Regions from separate parts of the Zea mays genome. Here region 2 is linked to region 1. The links are chromatin contacts, called in public Hi-C maps. All regions are on one chromosome and are shown on one strand. The core of a region is the stretch at or near the end of the contact, and the rest is flanking DNA. Distances in the headings are between cores, read along the strand shown.

What was found. Hi-C and Micro-C count contacts between places; a contact is called where the count stands out from the background.
Region 2: a Hi-C map of leaf shows a contact between it and region 1, with 7 times the contacts expected there. The contact joins the enhancer-like site here to the promoter of LOC103632687 in region 1. A contact is called at or near these places in 4 of 25 Hi-C or Micro-C datasets (ear, leaf, root tip and 1 more).

Annotation. Positions count from the first base shown.
Region 1 is chr3:190,531,206-190,537,164 of Zm-B73-REFERENCE-NAM-5.0, forward strand. It overlaps LOC103632687 (A-agglutinin anchorage subunit), which reads right to left and starts at 3,740. Exons shown (of 5, transcript XM_020550431.1): 1 at 3,368-3,740; 2 at 3,196-3,287; 3 at 1,751-1,871; 4 at 92-1,168. The coding sequence starts at 3,242.
Region 2 is chr3:190,567,253-190,573,211 of Zm-B73-REFERENCE-NAM-5.0, forward strand. No RefSeq gene overlaps it. Among protein-coding and RNA genes, the nearest start is that of LOC103632695, 11 kb to the right of the region's middle. Within about 2 kb of position 2,554, at least 16 of the 20 cell types and tissues checked have an H3K27ac peak or open chromatin away from gene starts, as enhancers often do. A contact at or near this core is called in ear, leaf, root tip and 1 more, where this site is marked.

The DNA.
Region 1 (5,959 bases), core at 2,490-4,989:
TCAGTATGTGATGGCCCTATCACATAGGTAGAACCCTAAGAAAAACATAAGACCTTGTTCAATTCAATGTAAATGTGAGGGGTGAACATACCATGTGCCTGATAGCCATGTCAAGTGACTTCCTCGATATCGTCCTACCGAATCCATTGTCTGCAGCTGTGACAGACCGTGAGGTTCTAGTTGTTTGACCTTCCAAGAGAGATCTTTCGCTCAGCCTACTTTGGTGACCAGATGTCTTTGATTGTATATCTGAGAACTTACTTCGAGTGATAGCAGGCACAGACATCTTTTTTACAGGAGCTGAGAGAACTGGTTCAGCATTTGGGGTTGACCTGACACCCGAAGTAATACCTGGCCGTACTCTACGAGCAGAGAGTGGTCGTTCTGGCAGTTTAGTCCTCAAGTTTGGTGGAGTTTCACTTGGAAAATCTGGAATATCTAATGGGCGAACTGGAGCTCGTGTTCGTGTGTTTGGGGAACTTGGACGAGATGATGGCGCTGATGAAGGTGCTGAACTCCGACCACTGCTGGCTAAGGGTCTGCCACTAGATGTCATGTTACTTTTGCCAGAAATCCGCCCAGCAGATGGTGTTGATGAACGCATTGCAGGCTGACGAGTGGGTGTGGATGACCTAGAGCTAGAACGGCTCACAGAAGGAACTGTACTTGATGAAGAACTGGTACGACTAATTGTAGGAACTTTACCAGAGGATGAGCTGGGACGGCTCACTGTGCTTGTACTGCTTGAAGACGGACTGGACAAGGTTCGAGACCGAGAGGTTGGAGTTGATGATCTTGAGCTTTGTGCTGACGTGATCTTGGGAACAACAGAGTTGGCCGTAGAGTTAGACACAGGAGGACGATTTTTCACTGGAGTATATGGACAAGTATTAGTTGTTGTAGACAGACGGGCTTTGACGGGTGTAGATGAGCGTGTTGGCACTGGACGTGACAATGGAACAGATGACTTCGATGCAGTAAGAGTGGCAGTCCGCTTGCTTGGGGTTGTAGGTCTTGAACTAACAGAGGAAATGTTTGCATTGAGGACTGATGACCTGCTGTTGCTAGACACTGGTGTAGATTGAACTGCCCGGCGGGAGACAGATATACTCCGTGCAGGCCTAGTGGGAAACGTCGAATACCCATTCTCTGTCTCAGAAGTGGAAAACTGCAACAAACATATCATACAGCTTATGTTAATATAATCATGATCCACCACGAGATGAGTAGCGAAGAGCAAGTTAGATGGGTATGATCCCACAGTTAGACTGAAAGAGGTATCATTATCAAGTTTGCTATCTCAAAACTACACAATAATAGATTTTCAAATCGATTCCACTAGTCCAAAAGATTAAAATGATTCTAGCAACTTCTTGAAGCGAGGCACAAATTACTCTTGAATTTACCATAACCTATGAAATCGGTGCTTGAAATTCATATCTTTGCAGTTGTAGATACCATAAAGCATGGATAAATAATCATTGCAACTTGCAAGTATGTGACAAATATATATATAGACCAATAGATGAGCCACAGGTTAATTTGATGCATGCAACTTGAATGCAGCATTTTGTTATTCCTTATGTACGTAAATCACCAATATGACCTGAATGAATTCATATGCCACTGATAATAAGCCATAAAACATATATAGTCTTCACAAAAAATCGTGACACTGCATACACAAAGAATCAAGAAACATGTTGGATGTAAAAATATACAGCATTCAATAATAACAATTTTTACCGACCCTAGATGCTCTAGTTGTCGAGGATGATCTGGTAATAGTATGTTTAGTCACAGTTGAGGATGGAGCTTTCTCGGCAGCATCTAATGCAGGAACACGGGGGGTTCCAGGGGGTGTCAGAAGCCTGAGGAAAGCATTACAGATGTTAGATAAGATCAGGACAAGATATGTAGTCAATTTTGCACACATGCCACATGATCCCGCACATCAAATATCAGAAATATTTTGACAAATGATCAGGTTCAAGCACAAATGGAAGTCAACTCCTACGTCTTGACTAGCAAGGCAACAAGCCAACAACACAGCAATCCATGAAAACAGCATTGAAATCAACATTGTTGTAACTAGATGTTTATCTTGCCTTGTTATTTAGATTTTTAGAAGTTTTTTTTTTGGCAAACACGCATGAGAATTGTCGATCATTGTATCAGGATAAGCAAATATGATTCAGTTACAAGCCGTCATACAGCATACATTAGTCTATGTTGCACATAAGCCATGGAAAAAGTTGAGACTACGACCAAGAAAGAACATCAAGCTAGCAAAGTGTCTAACACTATTGACCCTGCCAACTGCCACAAGCCAACCTCATCAGTAAGCTACCACAGAACAGTGTTCACCCGTGGCTTCAGCCCATTATCACTGTAGTGTTTCCTAATACCGGTGAGGCTATCATACTAAATAAAGGAAATCGAAATGGTTGGATGGTTGCATGAAAGCAGTAAATATTTGTGTTGAAACAATAAGTCGAAGTCGGCCCATAAATATGATTGGCGTACCTTCGGAGGTTCAGAGTTATATGGGTAAAGTGTTTCACTAATAGGACTAGTATGGGAACTCCATTTTCCAAGGGATTTCTATTTTCCCAAGGAAAAATGAACTAAATTCCCTTGGTAAAATGGAAATCCCTTGGAAAAATGGGGTTCCCAAACTCGCCCTTAAACAACATTAGAGTCGCCCTGATGTGAGATGAGTGAAGACGTTCTGAAATAGGAATTGCCGTTTATTTTTTTTGTTTGATTATTTCCCTATGTACGTAATATCCAGATATTTGCTATTCATGGACGGAGCCCACATATACAGCCATCAAGTTGCAGGCTTCTCTCTGCTATCAGCACAACTGACTCTGCAGCTAATGCAAACAAGGTCCCTACCAGGCTACCAGGCAGGCCAACCATGTCCAATGCCCACAAGCAACCGCAACCATTACTCCCGGAAACCCCGAACATGATTTGGGCAAAACCCCTAAAGGAAACAAGTACAATCAGTACAAATTAGTCCTGGAGGGACCAAGCAAACTCTCGAGACTGTTTGAGAACACCACATTGCCAGACATTTTCGCAAAGTTCAGAGCAACTATTGAAATGATTAACCAATGCATGCAGCGCTACACCGTGCCCAAATTAGGAAATCAGATCGCCACAAGACGAGAGTAATCATTCAATTACCAGTCATAGTCGTTCTTCCCGATCTCCGTGTTCAGCAAGTCCTCCATCTCAACCCCCGCCGCAGAGCAACAATCACTAAATCAATCCCGCAACTGCAAAAGGGTTAAAAAAAATGAAACCACCAGTTTCGTAAACTGAAGCGCAAACGGTATAACCCAGCGGTTCCTGTTACCGTCTAGTACTCGGGCCGTCGGGCGATTGGGCGATAGAGGATCCGTCGGAGCGGCCGCCGGAGACGGCCCGGGACCTGAGGGAGTTGAATGCTCGAATAGGCGGAAGCGGAGTGGTTGGCCTCAGGCCCTCAGCCCACGCGCCGCACCGACGAGAAACTGCGCGTGTGCGCGGGACTGAGACCGCAGACGAAGGGGCGACTGCGACGGGAGACGGGACAGGGACGGATGCGTGTGCTTTGCTCCGCGGTTTAACACATACCCTTCCTTTTTTTCCCCCTCTCGAGTCTTCTCTTTCATCCGTTTCATTTTTCGAACCGTAAGCGCATTGGACCTGGTGATTAGTTTTTATCACATGTGGTCCGGTAAACGCCTGATCTCAGTTGTCAGTAGTTTTGATTTGTGTTATACCTCCATCGACAGAGAATGTAAATCTCTCGCATCTCAACGTAATTATGTAAGGGTCTTTCTAGTTTGGTGATCATTTACCGAATTTCGCATCTCTGTTTATTAGTGGCAAGACGATCTTATATACCATATCTCCAACTTGAAATAACTTAATCTTAACTTTTTTTGTTGTAAGCTCTGGCAATTATGATATTATCTTTCTCGATCTCTCCTAAAGCTACCAATCTTTTTGACAATTATGATATTATCTTTCTCGATCTCTTCTAAAGCTATCAATCTTTTGTCGGCTATTTCATTAATATTATCTATCATCAAATTATGATAGTCCCCGACAGTTAAGATCGTTCTGTCTGGCAAACCTAACAACATTTAGTCTTATCTCCACAACAAGATAGCCTCCTGTGTTGAATAATTAGACAAATTCCAATCTAAATTCCGAATATAAATCATGACCAAATCAGAAGAACTGAAATAAAAGCCAAATCAGATGATGCGTACTGATTAGACTTACTGATTGTTGGCGCGCGCCAGGATCAGCTGAGTCGACGATGTCAGAAGATCACGAGCAGTCGCGTGAAGACGCTTCCCAAAAACCTTATTCGCCCTCTCCTGGTGCAGGATCTAGATGACGAAGGGTTCCGGAGACCTGCTCTCCTGATCGCAGATGCACCTCTGCGGTCGGGACGAAGGGAACTAAAAGGCGGCTCAGCTATGAAGAGAGGCGAAAGCTAACTGGGATCTGGGATGATTTGGAGGCTGGCTGCCGGGCTCCTTTTATAGGGCCGAGTCCGCGACCCCCGTGCTTATCCACCCACGAAAATCTCGCAATCAGTTGAGATTTTGTAGCGATCGGTTAGGATAAGCGTAACAGCCAAGAAACTAAAAAATCAAACGGCAAAAGGTAGCCGCGCCCCCGCAAGGCGAGGGGCCGGATTTCGGCGGACCATTCACGCGCATGTCGTGCGCCCGCGCCCTTCGCCCCGCCCTGCCCCGGCCCGGCCCGGCCAGGCCAGGCGAGGCGAGCGAGCGCGCGCGCGCGTGTGGCTCTCCACACTCTCTCCTCTCATCCATGACTTGGTGAGTGAGTGTGGCTTCCATATTTAAGTTAGCTCTACTCCACAAGAGCTAGCAATATGGTGCTATTGGTTCCACCTATCCCTTTGCCATCCACTTATATGGGCTTTTGAGATTTTTCTGGGATTTATTTGAATAACTTAATTGGGCCAAGCCCATAAATCCTAACAATCCCCCACCAGATCTCAAATGCCCATCTGCAGTTTTCGCCACTGTTCACTACTGTTTAATATACTAGTTTTTCAGCAGAGACTGTTAAGTTGAACTTCCGCCTAGAACTCCAAGTTACACCAACCCACAACTTGGACAATGGACTATGCCTTGAATTGCAAGTTTTGCGTGGATGGGTTTCACTTGAAGTCATGACCAGTACTTGGCTACCAGTAGTCCCCTTCTCGGGTGGAGCATATACGTCGTACTCCAAGGTCTCTTCATGAGTTTACTAGAGATCACCCAGATCTCATAGACTGCGACGTTAGACAGTCTAACTCATATAGGTGTGTTCTTTCAAGAATGTTCTGCAGGACAACATCTTCGCTAATACAAGCCAACAGAACACATTAAGGCACAAAGCCAACCTGCCTTACAGCATTTGAGAGTATTGCATCTTTACTTAGAGAGGGTCAAAAGTTACTCTCCTCAGTTCACCAATGGCTTGTTCTTCCCAGGACCTAATTCACGGGATCTCCGATCACATAGACTGGGTTTCCACCATGGCAACTTTATTCGGGTCTCATACCCATCTCTCTCGATGCGATTTCTATCACATTACGTGGTAGTCCCTTGGTAAAAGGATCTGCCAGATTTTTATCTGTTGAAATATAAGTCACACTTATAACTCCGGAGTTTCTCAACTTTCTGACAGACTTCAATCGTCTTTTGACATGTCTTGATGACTTTCCATTATCCTTAGAACTCGTCACTTTAGCAATCACTGTCTGATTGTCACAGTTCATAAGGATAGCTGGTATTGGTTTCTCAACCACCGGCAAGTCCATCAAGAGTTCACGCAACCATTCTGCCTCAACGGTTGCTGTGTCAAGTGCAGCTAGCTCGGCTTCCATGGTTGACCTCGTCAAAATGGTCTGCTTGCATGACCTCCATGATACCGC
Region 2 (5,959 bases), core at 1,304-3,803, 35 kb after region 1:
TGCTGCGTTGCGTGCGCTACATCAGAGCATCAGATAACGCAGAGAACATCGCCATCGACAGACGACAGACCCACCGGTGCCGTGAAACGAAAGCTGGAAAGTGAGTGTGCCACAAGCCTCTCCCTTACTCCTTGCTTTCGATTCCCAAATGAAATTATCACCTTGCGATGGGATTGATCATTAATCTGCCTCTCTGTCTGTCTGACGCGCGGCGAGACCCTACTTGAGGCGCCGTCGGCGAGAAGCTCTGTGGACCGTCTGCAGTTGCAGTGCGGTCAACACGCGTGCTCAGCTCCTTGTGGGCGAGTCTGAAGCGATGCAAAAGCAGCTAGGGTTCTCCGCTGATCCTTCTTTCCTCATCCGGTGGATTAGTCCGGGCGTGTTGGACTGTTGGGTCGCCCGGACCAATCGGGGGGCGCTGCCGTGGGCGCTCCCTGGACCTTGGCTGATGAAAACGGAATCCTCAGCTCGTGCAGCAACAGCGCATCGTCCGTTTAATAATGTATAAGCATGCTTTACTTTTCCCTCGAAGATTTTGAAGCAGCTAACCAAACCCCTTGTTGACCGTACGTACGTCGTCTAGAACTAGAAGCGGCGGCAGGGCACACACACGTACGCAGCAGCTTCGGAGCTGACCCTGGCTAGGTCTGACCGTCTCAGCACGTCCCCTACTACCGCACGTGCACCAGCTGGTACATAATCCGCCTGATTGGATGCCTCATGCCTGTGTCCGCACGTGCAGGCTCGGGTGACCCTTCCTGATCGTACACAACAATTTTCTGCGTATCATAATGCAACCAAATAACTATAAAGTGATTTGTTTTACATCTGTTCATATAGCCTGCGTTTTACGTTTCGTCGTGTATAAGCAACCAAACAGAAACTTATAAAGATGGTGATCCAAAACAAGAGAGAGAATGTTTAGCGGTTGTGCCTGAATCCTACCGTTGAAACCAGTGTCCCACAGGCCACAGTACTAGTATTTGTTTATTTGTTACTGAATACATATGGCATCGCTGACTTTGCTCGCCCGATGAGGCGCTGATCCTGACAGACAGCAGGCTTAATATTTGCTGGGGTGGCCAATCAGCCGCTTTGCGACCAAATCTTATAAGATTAAGCGACCACTTGTGTACGTAATTGTACTGCGCGTTGCACTTGCACCTTGCATTGGCAGCGAGATCGCATATGCAGCTTGCACTTTAGATAATATTATAGTAAGTATCAAGGACGAACGACGTGACACTAGATTGATGGACAAGATGGCTAGTGGTACCCTTGCTTTCGAACTGAGCAATGCATTAGAGGACATTTACCATACCGCGACCGCGGTACTATGTGAGAACAGTAGAAACAAGGCAGGTAAATGGCATAAGCTAGTTTGGCGTAGAGAAATTTTAAAGAAAAACAAAAGGAACGACGTCAACAACAGGAACTCGTATTCTATTTCGCCACTCTTCATATGTAAATTCAACGACAAAAGGTATTGGCACAATGACATATATATTAAGCGTACTGATCGAGTATATACAAAGCTAGAAATGTCCCAAGACTTCGTTCATCTCCTGCCAACCAAACGCTTGCACAGCATCCTCCGCCTGCCTAGCTAGTCGGTTCCGCTCGTGGACGATCAGGCGGCCATGTATTGTACTGGAAACTTTGCTGAACGGGAAAAAAACGCTGAATTATGTGAACTTCTCGACAATTTTCTGGAAACTAGTTTATTTTTTACTTTGTAAAATGAAAAATCCTCTAGGAAGATGGAGTCGCCAAACTAGCCCTAAATTGTTGAACCACAAACAGCACCGTTTTTTTTCCCATGGGATTATGTACGTGTTGCGCAGTAGTACGTCCGCCGTACACCAGGCGTCGTCAGATATGTACAAGCCTCTAGATTGCAGTCAACGCGCGTGCTCATTGACGAGTCTGAAATCTGAAGCAACAAGAACTACTAGTAGTAGAGAACAAGCAAAAAATGGTTGCGGTTGCGGTTATCCATTAATCCTTCCCTTCGTTTCCTCCCCCAAAAGGAAGGTGGATTAGTCAGGGCTTAGCTTGTTGGTTGTACGCACCGCGTCGCACTTGCAATCAGAGACGGTGCCGTGGCCTAGATATATCATATATATGGGCAGGTGAAGATCTGGAATCACCACCTCATCGGCGTCCTAGCTGCGTGCGTTCAGATCAAAAGCAAGCGGCTGGAGGCCACGCACCTACTTTCTCTGCGCACCGTGTGCTGTGCAGAGAAAACCTTTAGGTCGACTTGAGTGAGTCGTCGTTGTTTTTTCTCCCCCTCTCGCCCTCTCTCTGTCAAATCGCCGATTGAATGGTTCCAACAAGAAAGAAGCAACAGGCTACGGTTTTGGAGCGCGTTTAGCTAGCATTTCAGTTTGTCACAGAAGATCAACTAGAACGAAATCGACATATAGGTAGGTACGGTGTAGGACGAGATCAACTAGAAGCCCCGTACATGCTCAGTGCTCTAGCCTCAGCCCTCAGCTGTGCGTCAAAGGACAGACAAGACGCCGACAGCCTCAGTCCTCAGCTGTGCGTCACTGTGCTGTCACACTGTTCCTAAATCCTCCAGCCTTGATGTCAGGGGGCTCAAGGCTTCCTATATCAGCAAGTGGTCCGCGAAGATTCGCCAGTTTCCCCGTGGAAGTGTCGCTATCTTGGACCGATCAGCTGCGCCGTACCAACGGAGAGAAACACGGCTTGCCGATACGGTTCAACAGTGTCGCCGACTTTCTGGTGGTTCTGTACGTGTCACGCTCGCTCAACCTAGGCGAAAACCTCAGCAATGTCAATGCTGACTTGACAAAGCATGAACAGCCGAAACGGTCAAAACGTCTAAATACATAATAAAAAATGCATCTAGAAAAACAAAAGTTAAAATTATATTATAATTAAGAATAAACGAAGTATTTCAGTATTTGATTTCTCTCTGCAAGTAAATTGAACAGTAAATGCTATTGTATACAATAGTCGTAGTAAAGGTGTGTTTGGTTCGGCTATAGAATTTTGAAATCTTGATCCTAACTCTAAGCTGTGGGGAAGTTGCTGTGGGTGGACGGTTGTGAGAAAAATGAAAGATGATTAGTTGAAACAAAGCTAAGGTATGATTCTAGCGGTAATTTGTTTTTGGTACTAACTATGTTCTACTAAGTGCCAGTGAACTTCTCAAAACGAGAGAAATTTAATTGGAGAAGTTTGGCTAAGGGTAGTCAAACTTGCACCAGCCTCCGATACACCAGACTGTCCGGTGCCAGGCTAGCGCACCCGGTGAACAGGTCGCTCTTGGGAAAATGGAGGACACCACTACTATAATTCACCGGACTATCCGGTGTGCCAGTCGCGCGCCTAGCCAACGGTCGACCGCGCGCTCAGCGGGCGCCACGTGTGCTCAGCCAACGCCCAACCACTACAAGAAACTGATAAATATTCATGGGTAAAAGTAAGAACGTGGGTACCGACGTTCTTACTTGAGTTAAGTTCATGTGTTATGTTAAGAACATGGATACCGACGTTCTTAAGTTAAGTTCGTGGGCCCTGGCTAAAACCGTCAAACTTAACGAGTTAGGAACGTGGGTACCCACGTTTTTAAGTTAAGTTCGTCGGGCATGTGGACACCGTCGAACTTAATCCTGAAAACCTAAATCCAAATCCCACGCGCGGCTCTCTCTCTCACCTGTCTCATTCTCGCCCACACGCTTCTCTCTCTCACCAGCGCCAGGTCGCGCAGCCGCCCCGGCTCGCCACCCCAGCGGGCCGCGCCCCGCACCACCGCCCCAGCTCGGCACCGACCGCCCCGGCTCGCCGCCGCCGCTCCACCGCCCTGGCTCACCACCCCCAGCAGGCCGCGCCACCGCCCAGCTCGGCCTCGGCGCCGCCACACCACAGCACAGCCCAAGCTTGGCCTCGGCACCGCACCACAGCCCAAGCTCGGCCTCGGCGCCGCCACCGCCCAGCTCGGCCTAGGCTCGACGCCCCGCTGCCCAAGCTCGGCCTCGATCGGCTCGCCAGCACCGCCGCGCCACTGCCCAAGCTCAGCCTCGGCTCGCCAGCACCACCTCGTCGGTCTCCGCGAAGGTATAAGGTCTTCTACTACTATTTATTAGCATGTGCTTAATTTTGTCAATTGATTAAGGTTTTCTACTACTATTAACTAATTAGTAATCCGTACAATATGGTTAAAGATGTTAGTTTGTTAGTTAAAATTTGATGCCGAATTTTTGGGTAGTTGTTACAATTGATGCATAATTTCTTGTTCATTGTAGATTAATTGATGTTAGGTTCAATGTTTGCTTAAACAATTTTTTATGTCTAGTGATTCTTCCTAATAGGGTTATTATACACAATCTGGATTTACGTTTATATGCTTAATGATGTTTATTTACACATTTTTTATACATTGGGTTATTTAGTTTTGGAAATGGATGACAATAGAAGAAGGGCGATGTATGATGGATTCAATAGCGTGACTCTAGGTCACTCAAAGGAATGGGTTAGGGTTGCAAAACAATTCGTGGATCTCACATTTTTTGGTGGACCTCGTGTGGTGAAGTGTTCGTGTACCAAGTGTCGGAATTTGTAGTATGTGAGAAAGATCGAAGAACTGGAGCATCACCTTTGCAAGAATGGGTTTATGCCTAACTATCGTGTAATATGAACATATTAAGTAAATTGAACAGTAAATGCTATTGTATACAATAGTCGTAGTAAAGGTGTGTTTGGTTCGGTTATAGAATTCTGAAATTTTGATCCTAGCTCTAAGTCATGAGGAAGTTGCTGTTGGGTGGACGGTTGCGAGAAAACTGAAAGATTGTTTGGTTGAAACAACGGTCAACTATAGATTCTGCAAAAGTATGATGGCTTTATAATATGACAGCAGAGGCACCCTCTTAGCCTCTCGAACAAGCCAATTCAACAGTGACAAGGGGATCCTAAGTGCAAGGGGATAGTGATCAACGATAAGGATAAGGAGATTCTCAACATTGACGAGCCAAAAAGTGAAAAGATCACCGACTCAGGCTCGAATAACAAGATGAAGGAAGGGAAGAAGAAAAGGTGTATCAAGAAGATCATCTACTACGACAACGACGCCTCCTCTTCTTCACCAAGGGACGACGACGATGAAGACTCGTCTACGAAAAAGAAAACAATTAATCAAAATTATTCATTTGATTATTCTTGCATTCCGTACAATTCAAATGCACATTTATTGTTTATTCTACTTGGAAAACCCCCTCACTTTGATGGATAAGACTATTCTTTTTGGAGTCATAAAATGCGTAGTCATTTATTTTTCCTTCCATCCTAGTATTTGGAAATAGTGGAAAATGGAATGTAGTTTGATAGTAGCGATAATCCCATATTTATTAATAAGAAAATTCATAAAAATATCTAAGCTACTACTGTTTTGTTAGCATCTCTATGCAGTGATGAGTACAACAAAGCCAGCGGCTTGGACAATGCCAAGCAAATATAGGACACCCTCAAGATTCAAATGGACAATGCCAAGCAAATATAGGACAATGCCAATATATGCAGGGAAGAATAACTTTATATATGTTCTTGTGTTCAAAAAAATCAACACCCCCACAAAAATGTCTCAAAGTGGAATCAGAGAAAGAGCTACGACCCGTTTCCATGAGAGCAATAAAGTCAAGTCTATATTCTCTAGATAGCTAGGCTAGGTAATTATGTTTAGCCAAATCCCTCGGACCTCTACAATTCCAAAAAATGCCCTTCATTATAAACTAATTTTGGAGGGTGTACCAGGCTTTTGGAAGGACGATTAACCTTCCCATTCCTATTCGCCTTTTTCCTACGCGGTGCTACAGTAAGCTCACAACATCGATCTAAGCCACATAATTCAGAATCTTCATCCCATCTTTCAGCAATATGGGATAATTCATCATCTAAAACATTACCCTCCTCATCGTTAAAAGTATTCGCA